4 separate regions of the Mus musculus genome follow, and regions 1, 2 and 4 are each linked to region 3. A link is a contact called in public Hi-C and Micro-C data. All regions are on one chromosome and are shown on one strand. The core of a region is the stretch at or near the end of the contact, and the rest is flanking DNA. Distances in the headings are between cores, read along the strand shown. Region 1 holds the start of Ptpdc1 (protein tyrosine phosphatase domain containing 1). Region 2 has its middle 7.7 kb from the start of Mirlet7a-1. Region 3 holds the start of Wnk2 (WNK lysine deficient protein kinase 2). Region 4 holds the start of Id4 (inhibitor of DNA binding 4).

The links. Hi-C and Micro-C count contacts between places; a contact is called where the count stands out from the background.
Region 1: a Micro-C map of embryonic stem cells shows a contact between it and region 3, with 2.9 times the contacts expected there. The contact joins the promoter of Ptpdc1 here to the promoter of Wnk2 in region 3. A contact is called at or near these places in 5 of 39 promoter capture datasets (embryonic stem cells, hippocampal neurons, pre-B cells and 1 more), 1 of 484 Hi-C or Micro-C datasets (embryonic stem cells), 1 of 115 datasets of contacts at active chromatin or transcription factors (neural tube) and 1 of 9 other capture datasets (macrophages).
Region 2: a Hi-C map of pro-B cells shows a contact between it and region 3, with 6 times the contacts expected there. The contact joins the enhancer-like site here to the promoter of Wnk2 in region 3. A contact is called at or near these places in 4 of 39 promoter capture datasets (the HPC-7 cell line, embryonic stem cells, pre-B cells and 1 more), 1 of 484 Hi-C or Micro-C datasets (pro-B cells), 3 of 115 datasets of contacts at active chromatin or transcription factors (astrocytes, embryonic stem cells and pancreatic cancer cells) and 1 of 9 other capture datasets (embryonic stem cells).
Region 4: a contact with region 3 is called in a Micro-C map of embryonic stem cells, with 4 times the contacts expected there. The contact joins the promoter of Id4 here to the promoter of Wnk2 in region 3. A contact is called at or near these places in 1 of 39 promoter capture datasets (liver) and 1 of 484 Hi-C or Micro-C datasets (embryonic stem cells).

The regions. Positions count from the first base shown.
Region 1 is chr13:48,622,642-48,627,220 of GRCm38.p6, forward strand. Ptpdc1 (protein tyrosine phosphatase domain containing 1) reads right to left here and starts at 3,031. Exons shown (of 10, transcript NM_207232.2): 1 at 2,736-3,031.
Region 2 is chr13:48,543,556-48,548,361 of GRCm38.p6, forward strand. No RefSeq gene overlaps it. Among named protein-coding and RNA genes, the nearest start is that of Mirlet7a-1, 7.7 kb to the left of the region's middle. Within about 2 kb of position 2,361, at least 414 of the 459 cell types and tissues checked have an H3K27ac peak or open chromatin away from gene starts, as enhancers often do. A contact at or near this core is called in the HPC-7 cell line, astrocytes, embryonic stem cells and 4 more, where this site is marked.
Region 3 is chr13:49,146,935-49,151,472 of GRCm38.p6, forward strand. It overlaps Wnk2 (WNK lysine deficient protein kinase 2), which reads right to left and starts at 1,394. Exons shown (of 30, transcript NM_001290313.1): 1 at 828-1,394; 2 at 1-300. The coding sequence starts at 298.
Region 4 is chr13:48,259,580-48,264,413 of GRCm38.p6, forward strand. Id4 (inhibitor of DNA binding 4) reads left to right here and starts at 1,537. Exons shown (of 3, transcript NM_031166.3): 1 at 1,537-2,359; 2 at 2,706-2,768; 3 at 3,373-4,834. The coding sequence starts at 1,919. The coding sequence ends at 2,750. It overlaps A330033J07Rik (RIKEN cDNA A330033J07 gene), which reads right to left and starts at 3,044. Exons shown (of 3, transcript NR_102303.1): 1 at 2,341-3,044.

The DNA of each region.
Region 1 (4,579 bases), core at 1,781-4,280, 520 kb before region 3:
GAAGAATTTTAAAATTATGTCTCTTCTAAAACATTTTAGACCTGGGAAATCCTTAACTGTACTCTTACTTATTTTCCTTAAATCCTCTATTCTCTGACATACAATGTATTTTTACTGAGACTTACATGTCTAAGACTTTCATAGCATATTACTTGACCATGTTAGTTTTGTAGATGTTAGTTAGATTTATCACAATCTATAAATGCACTGCTTTATTTAGTGTTTTCTTCATATACTAATTTTATAAGACCAGGCATCTTGAAGATCCTCTTCATATCACCAGTATCAAAGGCCTGAAACATAAGTGTTCATAAATATTTACAGAGACACTAAAGATATGATTGTGGTCATGGGAAACTCTAGATGGTCATTTTGCCTTTAGTTTTCTCAGAATCTGTTAAAAATGACCCATTCTTTTTAAAGGAGTTTTTAGTATCTCACTTATAGTAAATCCTCTATAAATATATCTTTTTTGTAAATAAAAAATCTTACATATTACAGAGGGATTAGAATTGTGAATATGCCCTAGAGGGTGAAAGAAATAATGTTAGCAAAAAGATAATTTAGGTTAGCACTCTACTGGGGCTGTAATGTGCTGTTTAAATGAATGCCACAGCTCTGAAGGCACTGTTCCCGTCTAATGATGAGGTAAACATGAGAGAGAAAGCCACTGCTCCAAGGTCATAACTACAAAGTGTCACAGTTGGGATTAGAGCTCCAGTCTTTCCTTAAATCCAGACAAATAAAATACTAGCTTTATCTCTAATATAGTCAATGCATCACATTGTCTAGTTAATACCAACAAAGAGCCGGTTAGTTTTTCTACTTAAATCATTTTAAGAACAGGAATCATAAACATACATATTTTGATTGAAGCCGAGGGGATATGAGAAATGGCAGAAATATTCACTAACAAAGATGATTCTTAGAAAAGATTTCAATGGATGTATTTTCATACTCCCTCACTCTCCAAAGTTCTTCTGGGTGGAAAAAACCCTTGGGGGCAGGTTTTGGTTTGGAAAAAAAGGGGGTTTGAAATGTTCTTTTAAGAGAACAGTGATTTGAAATTTATATTCAGAATAATTTTTAGATTTTTTTTCTCCCCTATATATGGAATAATTCTGCCTGTGAGAATGTTCTAAATTTATGTGACATCAGGGGGGCATCACTAATCATGATACAGCATGGTAAAGACCACAAACATCATTTTGTTAAACTGGTGATACTACAGGTAAATTGTGATTCTTACTTTTCTTCATATGACTTTTTTTGGGGGGGGGGTGGTTTCGAGACAGGGTTTTTCTGTATAGCTCTGGCTGTCCTGGAATTCACTTTGTAGACCAGGCTGGCCTCTAACTCAGAAATCCGCCTGCCTCTGCCTCCCGACTGCTGGGATTTAAAAAAAAAAGTGTATTCAGTAGTGGTCAAGGAAGATCATATAAAAAGAGAGAGAGAGATTCAGTAGTGTTCTCTCAATTCGCTTGGATTCCACCAACAAAGGATTTTTTTCTGATGAAAACCCAACCTCCCTTAAAAGGACATGAAGTACTGTTGAGATGGGGAATCTGGGTCTCCAGGACACAATGCTGTGAAGGCACCGGTATCCGGTTAGCAATTAGTTATTGCTAAGACGGACTACGGACTTCCAAATGGGAATCGTCTATGAGGTCTTAAGCAAATTTCATGCTGGTCCCAGTTTGTCTCTAAGACCTGGGTATCCACACTTTTTAAAAAGCCACAGGTGGGATTCCTGGGTAGCGAGAAGTTTCGCTACAACTGAACAGGAAGAAACCACATGGTGATGAGTGAGTGGTTTGAGGTCATACATGCGTGTTTACATTTTATTTCTTTCCACTAACAGCTCTGATTGTGGCAAATCACCCAAGCCTTCCTTTCTGAGGGAAAGACAAAAACAAAACAACAACCTGGAATGACACTTTGTTGTTAAACTCAAGAAAGCTTATGCTGTGCAGGGTGGGGGTGGAGGGTGAGGTGGAGGTGGATATATACATGTTCACACAGGTTAATAGTGCCCGCCATGATAACAGCTTCTCAGGCTCCTTCAGCTCGCAGTCAATGAATGATAGCTTGTGTTCAGTTTTTAGCATAGACAACCCTTGCTGGAATAATTTGATCAGCTATTTCCCTAAAGCACTGTTTCTCAAGCTCCACCCCCCTCCTCCCTGGGCCTTTGTTTACTAAATTTTCTTTTCCATTAAAATTTAATACCACAGGTAGGGTGTATCTATGGTGTGGTCCTCTGAAAGGCCACAAACCCTTTATTATATAAGAAAACACACACACCCCAGAGCAGGGACATCGACATCATCATCATCATTATCAACGTTGAGAATGCATGTCAGGAGAAAAAGTGACTTGGTCAAGGTCACGTGACTCGTTTACTGACAGAAAGAGGTCCGAATTAGGGATCCCAAAGTGGTAGCCTGATACCTGCTTGTGGCTGTCTTGTCTGCTTTATTTGTAATGAAGAACTAGTTGTCAATATTTCTAATCAAGAGATTTCAACTAAAACACCCAAGCAAGCCTCCAACTGCTCCCGAGAAATCCGAGTGTCGCAGCACTTGAGCAAGACAGAGGGGCGCCCGGTGGCCCTGGTCCCCCGCCCCGCCTCTAGGGATGCGCCTCCAAATAACGCCTCCCTGGATAACCCGCCGCGTAAGGACAACCGTCTGGGGACCGCTCGGCGGGCGCCTAACTGGCTGCGGACTCCGAACCTCTTGGCGCGCTTCGCTCTCCGGCTTCGGAGCCCTGGAGCCGACGGGTCGGTGTCTCACGTCTAGGGCCGGGAGGCGCGGGCGGAGAGGACCGGCCGGCCCCGGGCGCTGCTCGGGCGGGTTCCGCGGCGCTGGCCTGCCCGCAGGCCCGGCCTCCCGCCGCGCCTCTGAGCAGGGAGACTCCCCGCCAGGCGCGCTACACAACGTCTCCCTCGGGCGCGCGCACGGGCCACTCCACAGCCCGGCCGCCGAGGACGCCCTGTCGCCGCCGCGGCCTTGCGCGCGCCCGACCCAACAGCCAATAGCCGGAGCCGCTCGGTGCACGTGATACGCGCCAGCCAATGGAGACTCGAGGCGGCCCGTGACGCGGCGGACAGCTTCTAAGGTTTTCGAACATGTGGGAGCCGCTGGGAAGCCGAGCTGGGGCTTGAGTGGTCGCGGGCTGAGCCGACGGCGTGTGCGCGGAAAGCCCGGAGGACCCTCAGGGCCATGAGAGGGCGCGGCTGCCAGCCTGCAGCATGGGGGTGGGGGTGGGGGGCACCGACTCCCCACGAGCCCCGGTGCAGAGTCGCAGGAGGAGCGAGGACTGCTCTGGAGCTTCGCTCACGGAACCACGTGTTCCGTCTCAGCGCCCAAAGAAGAAGAAAAGCCCATATTATGCATCGAATGTCTTCATTTCCCCCCTAATATTCTTGAACTATTATATTTAATAGTCAATATTGTCTTGCACTATGACAGTTTAAATATGAATTTCTGGAGTTGGTCTAGTAGGGGAAAGTTGAATTATGTAGAGGGGGGAAAATGAAGACCAAGTGCTGTCATAAGTATGGGTCCTGTAGGTATCTGGTGAAACCACTGTACCTGTTAGCAACGATCCGTGTTGCTAACGAAAGTCCCAACTGCCACTTGTTCTGTAAGCATACTTTAACTCAAGTAGAAATTTCCCCTCGGTTGTTCTGAAACAGACCATCAGCAAATGTTCACTAAGGCAGTAATTTAAAGACACCAGTGCTGTAGCAGTTGGATGACCAAAGCTAAAAACCCATAAATACTATGTCTCTCCACAGTGGAGTAGGCTAGCCTAATAAATCTGAATTCTCCAACTCTCAGAGTGGTGTTTGGTTCTTCTTTGGTCAGTTTTCCATAACACCAGAGTCTCTTCCTTCTGTTCTCCTGCAATCCTTAGACTTTCTTTGTCAAAGCCTTGCCAGCATCTTAGCCTCTTGTGACTCCAGGTCTGGACAGGAACAGGGACCCTGTCATTAAGAGACCTGACTGGTCTCTGCCCTCTTGTAACAGAAACTCCAGGTTCCAGAATCCTGATCTAAACTCACAGGCATTTCTTCTCATTAAAGCTGTACCCAGGGATCCAGACATTCTGCCATGTCACCCTTAAAAAATCAGGTTTCCTTTCAATTTGTGTCATGGATCAAAATCGTAGACAGAGCACCATCCACCATGTCCTTATTTAATATTTTAATAAAGATCTTACTAGAAGCCTACCCATCAACTTAATCATATTATAGATCTTACATACTCAGTAACATGACCTCATGTAGTTGAGAAATGTCTTCACTAGGCACATTTCTGTTCTTAAGGAAATCCCATGCCAAAAAAGTGAGGGATGGATCCAGATAAGCATCTACCAGCCTCTGCTGAGTCCATGTTTTCAAACTCTACTAGAAGTCCTGTTATCTCATACAGTTCAGTAGAAATGTCTTTCTAGTGCAGGACACTGCTAGGCAAATTCTGTGGCGCTCTGTGCTAGATGCTTTACATATATTTTCTATTTTGTCCATGCCATTAATAGCTTTGTGATGATACAAGTGACATCGAAAGCTGTA
Region 2 (4,806 bases), core at 1,111-3,610, 600 kb before region 3:
CAAATATGACTATAGAGCTGTTTCTATTATTCCTTGGAGATCAGTGTAAGAGAGGAAATGTGCTCTTCAGGAGGACATTAACCATTTCTGCCACTCACAAAATGGTACTTTGCAGGAAAACTAACAGATATAGCTGATGTAGCACATTATTTCGTATTTTAAATCTTCCTAAAAGTTTCTGATCACCACATACTAAGTGATTCAGGATACATTATTTGGAACATTCATTGGTGGTGCTTCCATCTAGCCTCCTTTATTTGAAACAGGGTCTTATACAGCTCAGGATGGCCTGGAACCTTCTACATAGCTGAGGATAACCTCTAACAGTGCAGGGATTGCAGGCAGGAACTGGAGATGGAACCCAGGGCTTGAGGCATGGCTGGCAAGTACTCTTTATCAACTGAGTGAGCTACACCTCCAGCTCTGGCTTTGTAGTATTTTTAAAAAGGCTTCTTTTTTTTAATTATTTTGTATTATGTCTGCACAAATGTGGACATCGAAGGATAACTTGGAGTCAGTTCTCTCCTCCCACCATGTGGGTGAGTCCCAAGGATTCAAACTTGGGTCACTGTCAGGTATGATGCTAAGTGCCTTCAACCACTTATCTATCTGCACAATTGTCACCAACTCACACTGGTTCTGTAACATTAGTTACTGAAATAAAAGGAACTTGATATTTAGGATGCTATTCTCTAAACCAATTAGTTTCCTTAGTTCTGGAGGAGGTTTACTAGGGACATTTCCCAGGACCCTCAAGAAATCTAAATGAGACTTACTAACATTAAATTATTATGAGCATTTATTTTATTAGTACTGGAAACTCAACCCACCAATTCAGGCATGTCTGACAAGCTTTCTATCACTGAGCAACAACTCCAGCAGGACCATTTGTTTTAATACTTCACTCTGTGAACTGAAGTACTTTTTTTTGTTGTTTGTTTGTTTTTGAAACAGGTTTTATCTGTGCAGTCCTGGCTGTCCTGGAACTTGCTCTGTAGATCAGGCTGCCCTCAAAACTCTTGAGATCCACCTGCCTCTGCCTCCTGAGTGCTGGGATTAAACTTGTGTGCCAACACCTTCTTTATAGCCACATGTTTTGCATTCCTCTACCTTTCCAGCTTGAAAAATTACTAAGTCTCAAATCAGCACAACTTCAATTTATAGTGGGGGAGGGCACAGCTTGCTTCAAGTCTACAAAACTATCAATTTCTACAATAAAATTACCCATAGGGTAAAATGCACGCCCCATCTACACAATTTTGATAACACTTTTTAGACCCGACTTAATTTGGAAGATTTCTATTCTCTAATTAAAGTTCTTACATTTCCAACTAGTATTTTTGTTACACTAACAATTTCAAATTTCCCAAATATTACTGCTTCAACTGACAGAACCTAATGAAAGGCCAGAATGCTGAAAAATCTGTATTAAACTAACTTTTCTTTTTTTGGCTTTTTTCGAGACAGGGTTTCTCTGTGTAGCCCTGGCTGTCCTGATACTCACTTTGTAGACCAGGCTAGCCTAGAACTCAGATATCCGCCTGCCTCTGCCTCCCAAGTGCTGGGATTAAAGGCGTGCCCGGCTAAACTAACTTTTCTTATAAAAAGATTGTTTACTTGTTCAATTTTCTTCACAAGATTATCAGGCAATCAAAAACAAGAACACTAATGTTTTAAACTTCAAAAACAGGTTGCCAATATTTTTCAACAGTTAAAAAAGCAATCTGTCATCGTCTTCCATTTTAACTAAGTTTCTAAAGTTTTTCTCCGCCCCCCCTTGTCCTTTCATAATTATCCTTTTAACACAAAAAGTTGAAAACTACAACACAGACGATCACTTCTGACACAGACCCTGCACTAACAAGCGGGATCACCGAAGGGCAGTCCTGGCCAAGGGCATAAAGGTTACCACCCTGCCTCCGCTAAAGAGCGCGCCGAGAGATAAGTTTTCTTAGCCGGCCTCCGAGAGGCCACCCGCTTCCAAGAGTTTGCAGCCTCCCCAGTCAAAAGGCCAGTCTCGTTTCCGGTGCCACCGAGCTGCAAATCTCCTACCCCATCCCCTGGGATACAGTTTCCTCCCGCTCTCGCGCTCCCCTCCCCCTGGCCAAGGACGGGCAGCCGCAGCGATCCTCCAGCCCCAGCAGCTGCTCCAGGCCCTCAGGCCGCAGTTGGCCGAGCGGAGCAGGGGCAAGCAGCCAGCGTTGGCTCTCCGTTCCCTCCCTGCCAGCGCCTTCCCGCCCCGCCCCGTCCCTCCCCGCCCCCCGCACTTCCTACCTTCCTCCATCCCACCCCCCCCAACCAAAGCCAAGGTCTCCCCGGCCCACAAACCTGACGGCGGAAGTGACGTCATAGAGGCCCGGCTACGTCCGCAGCCAGTCACGCCACAGCGGGGAGGTAGCCCCGACCAACCGGCGCGAGCCAGAGGGCGGGACTTCCGTCCGCCGCAAGTTTGATTGAAGCGGCGGGGGAGGGGCGAGGTGAGGAATGTGAAGAATGACCCCCCTCCCCCGCCCGGTCGCCGAGGAGCTGGGCGGGAAGCGGAGGGGGCTGGGGCAGGCCAGCGGCCACGCGGCACCCCTCCCCCGCCCGAGCCCCAAGGCCCACGGCATCCGTGGGCCACCGGCCCCGGGGCCACCCGCCTGCCCGAGGCGCCCAGGCCATCCCACGGGTCCCAGGGTGCGGCGCGGCAGCCCCCAAGTCTTCCCTCCTGGTCGCCCGCTGCCGCCGCCGCTGAGTCTGGAGGAGGGAAAAATGGCGACGTCCCCGCGCTCGCCTTCACGCCCGCAGTACCCACCTCAAGCTCGCGGATAAAGGCGTCCCGCTGCCGCCACGGGAAATGGTCTGGCTTTCCCCCCACCGTGGCCCTCCACCGCCGCGCCCGGGAGAGAGCAGCGCGCGAGAACCCGGATGGAAGCGCGGGCGGGCGGGCGCCGCCTCGGCGGCCTGAGGGAAGGCTACGCGCGCGCCGGGAATCCGAGGCGGGGGCGGGAGCTGCGGGCAGCGCGCATTCCTATTGGCGGACGCTGTTGACGGACGTGTGCCTCGCCCTCTCGCCTTAGCCGGTCGGGGCTCACCCGGACCCCCACTGGAGGGTGACGGCTGAGCCCGCCCCCGCCGCGGAGAAGGCGGGTCTGGCCCGCCCACCGTGACAGGCTCCTCTTTCCCTACTGGAGGACCGGGAGAATAGCGAGGACCGTCCTCTGAGTCCCGCCCTCCGCGGTGATGGACAAGTCGTGTCACGTGGCCTCCGTCCGCTCTGCCGGCTGCGAGGCGGGAGGTGCTAGAGTTTTCGGGGCGGTTTTCACGTGTACCCAAGATGTTGGATTCACTCAGTCTTCCCTCTCGGGGGCTCCGGGGCTCGACGCCAAGGCCACTCCATACCTCACTTCACCCATCTGTCACATAAGGAGTTAGGTCTCCTATGGTGTATCTTTTATCTCTTTTATTTTTTTTTTCTTTCCCATGTATTGAAATTTTTGTGCTAAAACTTTTTCAAAGCAATCTTTACGAATTCTTTTTTTTTAAATCAATGCAAAAGCATTTCTTCATTCTTACTGGAACTTTCCATGCACTAGGAGACCTCTCTGCTCTTTGGTGGGTGGGTTGGGGTACTATTTAATGATAGTAGGTTTGCACGGTTTAAAAAAGAGAGTCAAGAGAGTCAAGCATCAACAAAACCCTATGAACATTCATCTGCAATCCATCCAGGGGAAAAAGGCACTGTACACGTCAGCAAAGTGCTTATATTATAAACTCCAACTATAAGCCATCCTAACATTCTCTGTCCAAAGCAAATGACAAGAGAGTTTAGAAGATGGGAGAGTTTGGGACTAAAGTGAACAAGTGAACAAAAAGAAGAGGAGGGTGGTGAACCTTGTGGGATAGGTAGGATATGGGGAGGAAGAGCTTCAACCTTCAGGATATACTGTGAGAAAGAGGATTATAAACCACACGATGTCATCAACTCTTCATACAAAGCTGGACTCCTCACAGTAGGTTTTCCTTCGTAGGCATAGCGGTGTGGATTTTGCTGTTTCGTTTTCTTCCTTTTTTTCTTTCTACTTTTTTTTTTTTTTCAGTAAACAGAAACCTAATTTGAAGGTGACTTACAGAATCAAAATGCCTCAATATAGCCACCTGACTGGCGACGGATGGCTGAAGCTTCTGGTTTCCGTCCTAAGAGAAAGAGACATTCTAGACTATGGGAATTGGGACCTATAAAGTAGGAGTAGCCCACAGAGAAGCCACCCCCTGGGCCCTGAAAGAGCAAATTCCTTCAGCCGAGGTCCTTGGAGAGGCCCACCCTGTGTCCTGGAGGCTTTGCTACCTCAGTTCCGTTCCACCTCTAGCATGACTCCCTCCAAATTTTCTCAGTCCAGACAAACAAGTAATTGTAACCAAAACTGCCAAAGTAAAGCATACATACTTCTCGAAATGTCCTCTGGCCTCTTTGCCTCAGTCCTCCCCTTGTTAAGATCTCCTTTGACCTGTGTCTTCTCTTTTGTCCTTTCGTTCATTGTTCATTGCATGACTTCAAGATGATATATTCACTTCTTGATCTCCCTGCTGTTCATCGATCAGACTCTCCGTCCTTATTCCGGGGTGTGATGGGCCATTTTAGTGTGTCAGTTTGAGCCACCATGCCCCAAGATATCTTATTAAATAATATTGCTGGATGTCTGTGAGGATGTTTCTAGAAGAGATTAACATTTAAAGTGGTAAACTAAGGAAAAACTAATGGCTTTGCCTAATGTGAGTGGATATCATCCAGCCCATCCAGGGCTTGAATGAACCAAAACGGTACAG
Region 3 (4,538 bases), core at 144-2,643:
CGGCGGGCGCGGGCGCGGCGGGGCGGCCCCGGGCGCGCTCCGCGATGAGCCGGCGCGTCTTGCAGAGTAGAAGCACCCTGCGCTGCAGAGGCTGTGGGGGCTGCGCGCTCGGCGTCTCGGCCGCCTCCAGGCCCGGCGGCTCCTCCTGGTCCGACTCCACCACGCTGCGCCGCAGGAAGCGCTGGGGCCCGAGCCGCGCCGCCCTCGCCCGCGGCTCCGCCATGCCCGCCGACCCCGTGCCGCGCCCGGCTTCCATCAGCGCGCCGGGGGCGTCTCGGCGGCCGCCATCGCCGTCCATCTCTGCGGGCCAAGGACACACGGACCCTGCGTGAGCGCCAGCCCCGCCGCACCTGCCTGGGCCGCGGGATGAGACAGCGCCGCCTCTGGGCCCGCGCCCTGCCCAGCCCCACCGCAGAAGTGACCTGCCGGGCGGTCCTCTGCGGGCTCCGGGGAGAGGGCTGCAGACCGGACCCCGAGGCGAGGATTGCAAGGGGATGCCCTGCTTCACTCAGCTCCGAGCCGGGAACACGGCCTGTCTCTAGCTGTCCCAGGGACTCCAGGAGGGACGACCTGCTAGGTGTCCCTGAGGGCTCAAAGGAGCTACAGAAGGGCTCGGGAGGCTGGAGAAAGGGGTCAAGGCCAGTACTGGAGCGACCCCGCTAGGCTATCCCGCGAGCGGGTGGGGAAGGGACAGGGAGGCCGGGGTAAAGGGAAGCACCGGACAGGAGCAGGCTCCACAAAGGACGCGGGCCCGGGGCGCGCGGGGAGGGGGCTGCGGCGGCGCGGCGCGCACACAAAGGCGGCGAACGGGAGAGCTCGATACTCACAGGGCGAGCGGGCGCTGTCCATGCCCGCAGCCCGGGGACCCGGGCGAGCGAGGAGGGCGAGGCCGCGCTCCGGGGCCAGAGTCCTCTCTCGGGGCCGCGTCGCGCTGGGGCGGGGTCCTGGCTGCAGCGGGGGTCGCCAGGCCGTTCTGCTCCTACGATGCTGCTCCCTCGGGCCGGGCCGCTGCGGGGCCGCGCTCCCGCGTGCTCCTGCCGGCTCCGCGCGCCTCCGCTCCCGCACCGGCTCCGAACTAGCGCGCGGGGAGGGCGGGGCTTCCGTTCGTCCCACCCTCCCCAAGACCGGAGCGCGGGGCGGGGCCTGACACGCCCACCTGGCTGCGGCTGAGCGCCGCCACCTGCGGGATGCTCCCCATGGCCTCCACCTGCGGCAAGGGTTCCAGGCCGGCGCCTGGCCCTGAAGCTCTTTGGAAGTGGTCCGCTGAACTGTGGGGCCTTGAGGGGCTCTATTTTCCCCGGAGGTGGCAGGCCACAGACAACGTGACTTAGCCAGAGAGCCAAATCCTGGAACCTATGCCAAGACAAAACAGACAACCTCAGGATATCCTAGGTGCCCAAGTATGGTTGCAAAATTGGAGTGTCTTCTGGGCCTTTCTGTACTGCCAGGATATGGGAAAACCTCACTATCATCCACGGACGTTGGTACCAGTAAGCGCTGTGTCCCTCTTTTCCATTAAGCAAATCCAGATCTCAAAGACAGATGTCCTTTTGCCCTGATCAGTAGCGTGGTGGCCCAAGCCTATAATCCCAACACCGGTGGGGGAGGGCTGTGGGGGGCAGAGGATACTTGATCCAGGAGTTGGGTCACGTGGCAATAAAGGAACCAGGAACCGTCTCAAAAATAAATGAAAAAAAAAAATAGAAAGGATTTCTCTGTCCTAAATCTCAGAGGTCCCAAGATGGAAACTGGAAAAGGTTTCCAGAAACCCCTTGACTTACCATATTGATTGCCATCTTTCCCCACCCTCAACCCCCTCAGGAGCTTCTCTCTCCACCCCCTGAGCTACTCAATTACCCCAGACAAGCCCTTGCCCCGGGCATCTCTGAACCTGACTGCAAGGGTCACAGAAGACTGACCTGATTTCTGAGCCCATGCCAGGCACCTGCACCTGGGCTCACCAGTTGTGATGCACATCATTGGGGTCACTTCACCTGAAGAAAACAGCGCAAAGGAAGTTACCAGCATGTTCTGATCTCTTTGCTCATCCTGATGGTATGGCACCCTGTCAAAGATGCAAGTTACAAATGTGAACCGATGGCCAGCGGCTGCTGGCCTTAGAGCCTTTGACACCAGCAACTCATAAGACAGAAAAGCCAACAGAGGCAACACATCCTTCACGATTAAAGGGAAGCAAATGCAGACAGAGCTGTTACCCAGTGACAGGGTTTCCCTGGCCCTGCTAGGGGCTGTCAGTGGATGCTGATACCAGTCAAAAGTAACTTTAAAAGGCTGATGTTCAAGTCACTTCCTAGCTGAGTTGGGTGGTAGCACACTGTCTCCTTAAAGGGGGAATGCTGGGACTACTTACGTTATGAAAACTGAGAGCCATGAAGTTAGGACTCCAACATATACCCCAGAGACCCAGGGGTTAAATTGTGTACTTGTCACTGGACTGGGCATTTGCCAGATGCCTGTTAATTTATATTATCTCATTTCTCATCTACCTTGGGAGTCAGGCATGAACGTAAAGCCCACTCAACCAGAAGCAGAGCGCAGGTGCCAGCTCTGTGGGTCTGAGTGTCTCTGGAGATGGGGATCCAAGCTGCACCTCCCAAGCTGGGGCAGAATGTGGGTGAGGACCATTACAACTTCACTAAGGAGGCTAAAGACCCCACCCAGTATTGCCTCTCCTAACCTGAGCCTGTAGAATGTAATTTCTCTTGGACAGGGTTTATCCAGCAAAGGCCCTCTGGGTCCTGGCACGTATATGGAAGCTATAATAGGCAGGGCCTGTGTAAGAGAAATCATGACAGAAGAGTCTCAGCATGCTAGTCTGACTGTCTCCCAACAGGACACAGTGACAGCCTGTGGCATATACCTGCTGAGTGACTAGTGATGAAAGCAGCCAGTCACTTACAACACCTAATCGAAGTGTGGTGGTGCATACCTATAACCCTATCACTCAGGAGGCAGAGGCCAGCCTGGGCTACCCAGTGAGACCTCAGCCATACCTACAGCTATTGCCCACACACATTCACACATGTTTGTGAAGAATTATGACCCTACCCACAAAACTGGGCACAGTCCAGGCTGAGACAGATCTCGGAGAGCCTGTGTCTGACTGGGCACCATGTTCTTTGTAACTAACTCCCTGGGTGTGTTTTCCCACAGCCCCACTTGCATAACCTATGGTGAACTCGCTCCCTATGCCAGCCCTTGGAGTCCACAGCTATGAAACTACCGGATAAGGCCATTGATCTCTTTGCAAGGAATCTCAGACTAGTATCACTAACAGGCCCTTGGAATTCCAACAGATGGAAACAAGGACTCCTTGGTATAGAATTTAGCAGCCAGGGACCCACTCTGTACCCTTCTTCAGGTCCCCGGACATCTCTGAGTCTGTCACCCTGATCCTAAACACTTCCCACTGCATGGCTAGATTTCCTAAGGCTCGCAAGCCAAGGCTGTGGGAGGATACTCTGCAAAAGCAACAACCCAAGGGCCTAGATGCAGCATCCTCTTCTGATGCTCAAGAGAACTGTATCCAAGGTTAACCTCCACTTGGAGATGAGGATGCAGAGGGTGAATCCAGGCAGCATTCCACCTTTAGTGGTTGCTCAAGATCCAAAAAAAGGAGGATAGTGACTCCTCTCTGCAGTTCTCATCTTAGCCTCCTCAGCCCTTCAGGTGACAAGACTCACCAAGGTCAGACACCTGAAGGGACATCTGCTCCATGCAGAGGACATGCAATTGGCTCACCTATGGATGGGTACAGCAGTCATGTCCTACTATCTCAGCACACAGTAAGTGCTCAACAGACATCGAGGAAAGGAAGGCAGATAGGAGGACAGGCCGGTCCTGCTGGCTAATGCCAGAGCCCACAAGGCCTTAATTAAAAAGAGGTGTCAGTATTGCCAGGGGAAAGCCTCACCAACCCCCAGGTACTGCTGTCAGGCACAGGTCTCAGCTTGCAGGTGTGCAGGCCTATCTAGAATTCAGGTCTAACACAGCCAGTTCTCATCACTAGTTTTCCCTGGGCCCACCTGGGAAGTTGGGACAGGTGAATGGAAGACACCCACCCTGGTAGTTGCAGCACATGAATGGGGATAGTTCTGGACAAGTGGCCTGCCCGGGGGGGGGGGGGGTCACAGGAAGCCCTCCCTGAGATCTGAGGAAGGATAAGGCAGGACAACCCACATTGTGTGGCCCAAGGCAGGAACAGTTAGGGGACAGAGCCTCAGTCCTGGAGGCGATGGCTGGGGCATGTCCAAGCCACTGTTTGTTCAACACTGTATCTCACTCTCCAATGATAGGAGTTCTTCCTGGGAAGAGCCTTGGGAAGAGGACTGGGTGTCACAGAGGGGCCTTACTACTTTGCCATGCTACAGGAAGGAATGAGGAATCATGTTTCCTCCCAACATTGAGGCACCATTAGAATTCTCTGAACTGTGAGCAGAGGATGTAGCTCAATTGGTAGAGTAGTTGATCACCTAGCAGGAAACAAAGTTGTGATGGCTCGTTTTGGTGGTCCACTG
Region 4 (4,834 bases), core at 287-2,786, 890 kb before region 3:
AAACCGTGGTGGCCAAAGAGTCACAATGTACACGCATGGCGAAACAAAACGGCTGCCTTGTATGGGTATCAGAGTTCTGAAAAGCAGAAAAGAGGAGCATGAAGCCCATCCGGGGTGGTCAGAAGATGTGAAGAGCACATCTCTTTCAATTATCAGTGAAAATGAAGGCAGCAGTCCGTGTCATGTATGGGGAAGGAAGAAAATTCTCGGGTTAATTCATCTTCAAGCATGTCTAAAGGTGGGAGGGCTTGCAGGGGGAAAGCACTCGAAATTCATTTCCCATGAGCTGTGAGCTTTATGCTCATTTGCCATCTGAAGAGCTTGGTTGTTTTTTCTTGAAGAGGACACACAAGCAACACTTATTTTGAACCCTTGAAGGACTGTTTTTCTGCTAAAAAGCCACACACACACACACACACACACAACACCCTTAAAGAAACAGGCCTTGTAGCAGGGTGGGGCCTAAGCAGGACCCTGGAGATGTGAATGCTAATATTTCGTAGCTCTACAGGGAAGCCTCTGGACTATTCTTATTTCCTTATTCAAATCGAAGTGCGCTGAAATATATGAAGCTGTGCATTAATGGCTTAAATTAAGTTACAGGTATGAATTTTACATAAATCAGATTAATATTATATGTCATGGTGGAATTTTAAACACTTCGTGTCCGTGCATTTTTTATTTCTGCATGCTCTAATTTAACACCCGCAAAGGATTGCATGTCTTAAGCCCACTTCTGCATCTGGATAGGTCCAAGAAAAACCCACCACGATCTTGGATCTTGTTTTATGTGTATTTACCTTCATCAGAAATCCTGCACTGGATCCGGCTTTCGACATTCTTTTCCTATATTTTTCTTTTACTAAGCTTTAGCCTGCATGTATATGCATACACACATACGGGAAGGCTACCCGTTTTCATTCCATTATAAGGGCTTCGCAATTGTGCAAAGATGAATGGTGATGCCGAAGGAGGATAACATGGACAAATGAACCAACTCGCTTCTTGAAAGCGAGTCCTTCTGAAAGCACTGGAATCTTAGGGACTGAAGGCCTGGGGACTGAACTCCCCCCCTTGAAGAGTGACAGGGGACCCACAAACAAGGCTCAGAGTCCCTCAGCAGCTTAGGCCCATGGAGAACGCATTCCAGCCAGCACATTCCCCTAGTTCTTCGTAGGAACTTCTCTCTCTCTTCCCCTCCCTCGGGCACTCTCCATCCTGGCCCGACTCCCACCCGGCTCTCATTTTCTCAGATTCACCCCTCCCACAGCGTTGACGGAATGGAGTGCCCTTCCCATTGGCCCGAGCGTCATTCCCCGAGGTGGCACTGTCCTCCTGATTGGCTGGTCACTCCCGACCCCCCGCCCATCCCCGCCCTCGGGTTGCCCGGCGCCCCGCCCTCGCCACCTCCCTCCGCGCCGCCGCCCGCGCGCCGAGCTCGCCCGCGTCCGGTTCTTGTGGCGACCCGGCCCGCGCGCTGGCCCCGCCCCCAAGGCGCGCGGCTCTACAAATACTGCTGTGCCGGAGCCGAGCGACGCTGTTGAGCTGGGAGGCGCGGTTGGAAGTCGTTACTTTGAGGGGGGGCAGTCACCGGGCGATCCACCTTAGTCGAAGCTCAGAAGGGAACGGCTCAGGGACCAGGGTGGGCTACTTTTTTTATTTTCCGGGGCTTTTGATTTTTCTTGTCTTTTGCTTCGGGCCGATTGTCGCTCACAAAAAAAGAAAAAAAACAAAAAAACAAAAACCTGAGATACCCTTTCCAAAACCCCGAGCAGCTCTCCGGTCGATTTCTGGAGCTCGGAGCCGCCGGGTGCTGCGAGCGCCGGACGCGCAGGAGAGGGGAGCAAAGCAAATTGCGGGCGGGGACCCGGAGCTCGCTCTACCGCTTGTCGCGGTCCTCTCGCGCAGGAAGCGCGCGATGAAGGCGGTGAGCCCGGTGCGCCCCTCGGGCCGCAAGGCGCCGTCGGGCTGCGGCGGCGGGGAGCTGGCGCTACGCTGCCTGGCGGAGCACGGCCACAGCCTGGGTGGCTCGGCAGCCGCCGCCGCCGCTGCGGCGGCCGCGCGCTGCAAGGCGGCCGAGGCGGCGGCCGATGAGCCGGCGCTGTGCCTGCAGTGCGATATGAACGACTGCTACAGTCGCCTGCGGAGGCTCGTGCCTACCATCCCGCCCAACAAGAAAGTCAGCAAAGTGGAGATCCTGCAGCACGTTATCGACTACATCCTGGACCTGCAGCTGGCGCTGGAGACTCACCCTGCTTTGCTGAGACAGCCGCCACCGCCCGCGCCACCTCTCCACCCGGCCGGGGCTTGTCCGGTCGCGCCGCCGCGGACCCCACTCACCGCGCTCAACACTGACCCGGTGAGAAGCCTTGGCGGGGCACCCTGGGCATCGCGGGAAAGGTGGCGGGGCGGCGAGATACGGGTGGTCTTGCTCCTCTCAGGGAATGACAGCCGCTTCTCCCGTCTCCACCGAGAGCCGCCTGCTGGGCTTGGTGATCCACTGGTCCCTGAGCCGAGGGCGGTTGGGACTTGGAGCCCTGCGTCTCCGGAGTGTCCCTTGCATCACAGGAGGCTTCCCCAGCTTCGGGCTCGGGTGGGGACTCTGCTCGCCTGCCTAGTTTTCCAGGACGTCTCCTGGGTGGTGGCGACACTGTGATATGCGCACTCTAACCGTTTTTCCCCTTGGTGTTGGGTTGCTGTTCCAGGCCGGCGCCGTGAACAAGCAGGGTGACAGCATTCTCTGCCGCTGAGCTGCGATGGATGGCCAGGTGAGCGCTCAGGTCCCCGAATGGTTAGTGGGCTACCATGCTCGCACCTCCCCAGGGGCTGCCGGTGCCAGGCACTGCTGCGATCTTTGTCCCCTAGCATTTCGAAGCGTAAAAGCCCCGGGGACACCCATACCTCTCTGCCACCCAGTTAGCGAGACAGTCCACTTAGCTTTCCAACTCGGGGGGGGGGGATCACTCTCTGCGGAGCCTCATCAGCTGTGGTCCCCGCCGCCCTCGTTCCTCTGCCTGTGACCGACAGGCTCTGCTGGTCTCCTCTACCTCTGAGAGGACACCCTCGTGACCGTAGAAACTATCCCAGTGTCCCAAGATCTCCCAATCCTCCTCCCTCCCCTTCATGCCCAGCTGAGCGGCCTGACATCCACAAAGAGGGATGTGGGCAGAGCGCCCCGAACGTTGTCCATTGGCCTTCCCCAGCCCGCATTTGCCTCCTGGGCACTTGGCTGAGCTTCGGGCTGCGGGTGTTGCCTGACCCGGCGGTTTGTTTTGGGTTGTTGATCATGCATGTCTTGAGTTTGGTCGGTGGCGCCAGTTAGTCTGCAGCGAGAAGGTTCACACACCCCCTCTATTCATTCCTCTTCCACAGGTGTGCGGCCGCCTGAGCACCAGCGAGCCAGGAGCCCTAGGAAGGGAGGGCCAGAGCAGAAATTAAGAGAAACAAGCCACCGGAGGAAAGGGGGGGAAATCTTCAGCAAATCTAGAAACGTCGTCTCGTCTTGTCATTCCAAGAGAGAGAGAGAGAGAGAGAGAGAAGGGGAAAAATAAAACTTAAATTCACTTTTACTTTTTTTGCACGTTCACGAGCATTCACCGTACGTATTCTCTTTCGTTTCTTCTTTTATGACCGCTGTGAATTGTACGTTTCTGTGGTTATTTTTATCACCCTTTTGAAGGTGCAGTTAAACTTCGAAGCTTAAGTGTTGTCGACCAGACTGCTAAGTAGAAGAGCAATCGTGAATCCAACCTTAGAGGCTACATTGTGACAAGGGAACTGTTTTTGTTTTTGAAGCTTTACTAATATACCAGAGCACTGTAGATATGTTGTTTTACATCTATTGTTTAAAATAGATGATTATAACAGGGCGGGGAACTTTTTCTCTGCAAGAATGTTACATATTGTATAGATAAGTGAGTGACATTTCATACCCTGTATATATAGAGATGTTCTATAAGTGTGAGAAAGTATATGCGCTTTAATAGACTACTGTAATTATAAGATATTTTTAATTAAATATTTTTTGTAAATATTATGTGTCTGTTTTTTTAAAATCGATGGGAATATTTCTTTTGGAAAATTATTTTTCAGCTCCCTTGCAGAGCTTTTGCTATCTGGATGTTTTCTGTTTGGCCAGGCTGTTGATTTGGTTTTTTTGTTTTGTTTTGCCCAGTATCCAGTTTCTGAGGCTCAGAGGTAACAGCTCTCTGGTACTGGTCTTGCATGATTGCATGAGGTGTTCAATCACAAAATAAACCAGTTACGAGTCCTTTCAAATGTGCTTTCTTTAACCTAGATGGAAACCTTTGTATTTGACGTGTACATGGTAAAAACCTACCTTCTCGGGTTTTAAGTACAGGGTTTTATAGTGTAATATATAAAGAATTAAGTGTGTGGGGTTTTTATTATTATTATTCTTTTTGAACTGAGGTCAAAAATAGATTCTGAGTGAATTCGCATATAGGATGGAGAAATGCTTGGACCTTTAAGAAGTCTACAGAACTGCTGTCTTTTCAAAGTGAAAATGCTCGCCCTTCATTTTACACTAAAGCATAATGTCATGAAGTTTCATATCTGTACAGATTATTTAAATCATAGAAATGAAAAATGTTCTCTGCTTGCTACCAAAGGACAAACTCTTGGAAACGGACATTTTCTGCCCTCTTCCCTCCAAAGAATATTAATAGGCATCAGTAGGAGAAAAAAAAAAGAAAAAAAAAACATACTGGAAAATCCTTCAAGCAGGGATAAAAGTCGATCTTCAAATATTAACTTAAGTAGACCAAAAATTCTGATGACCACATCTAGATTATTTTTCTATAAAAAAATGATT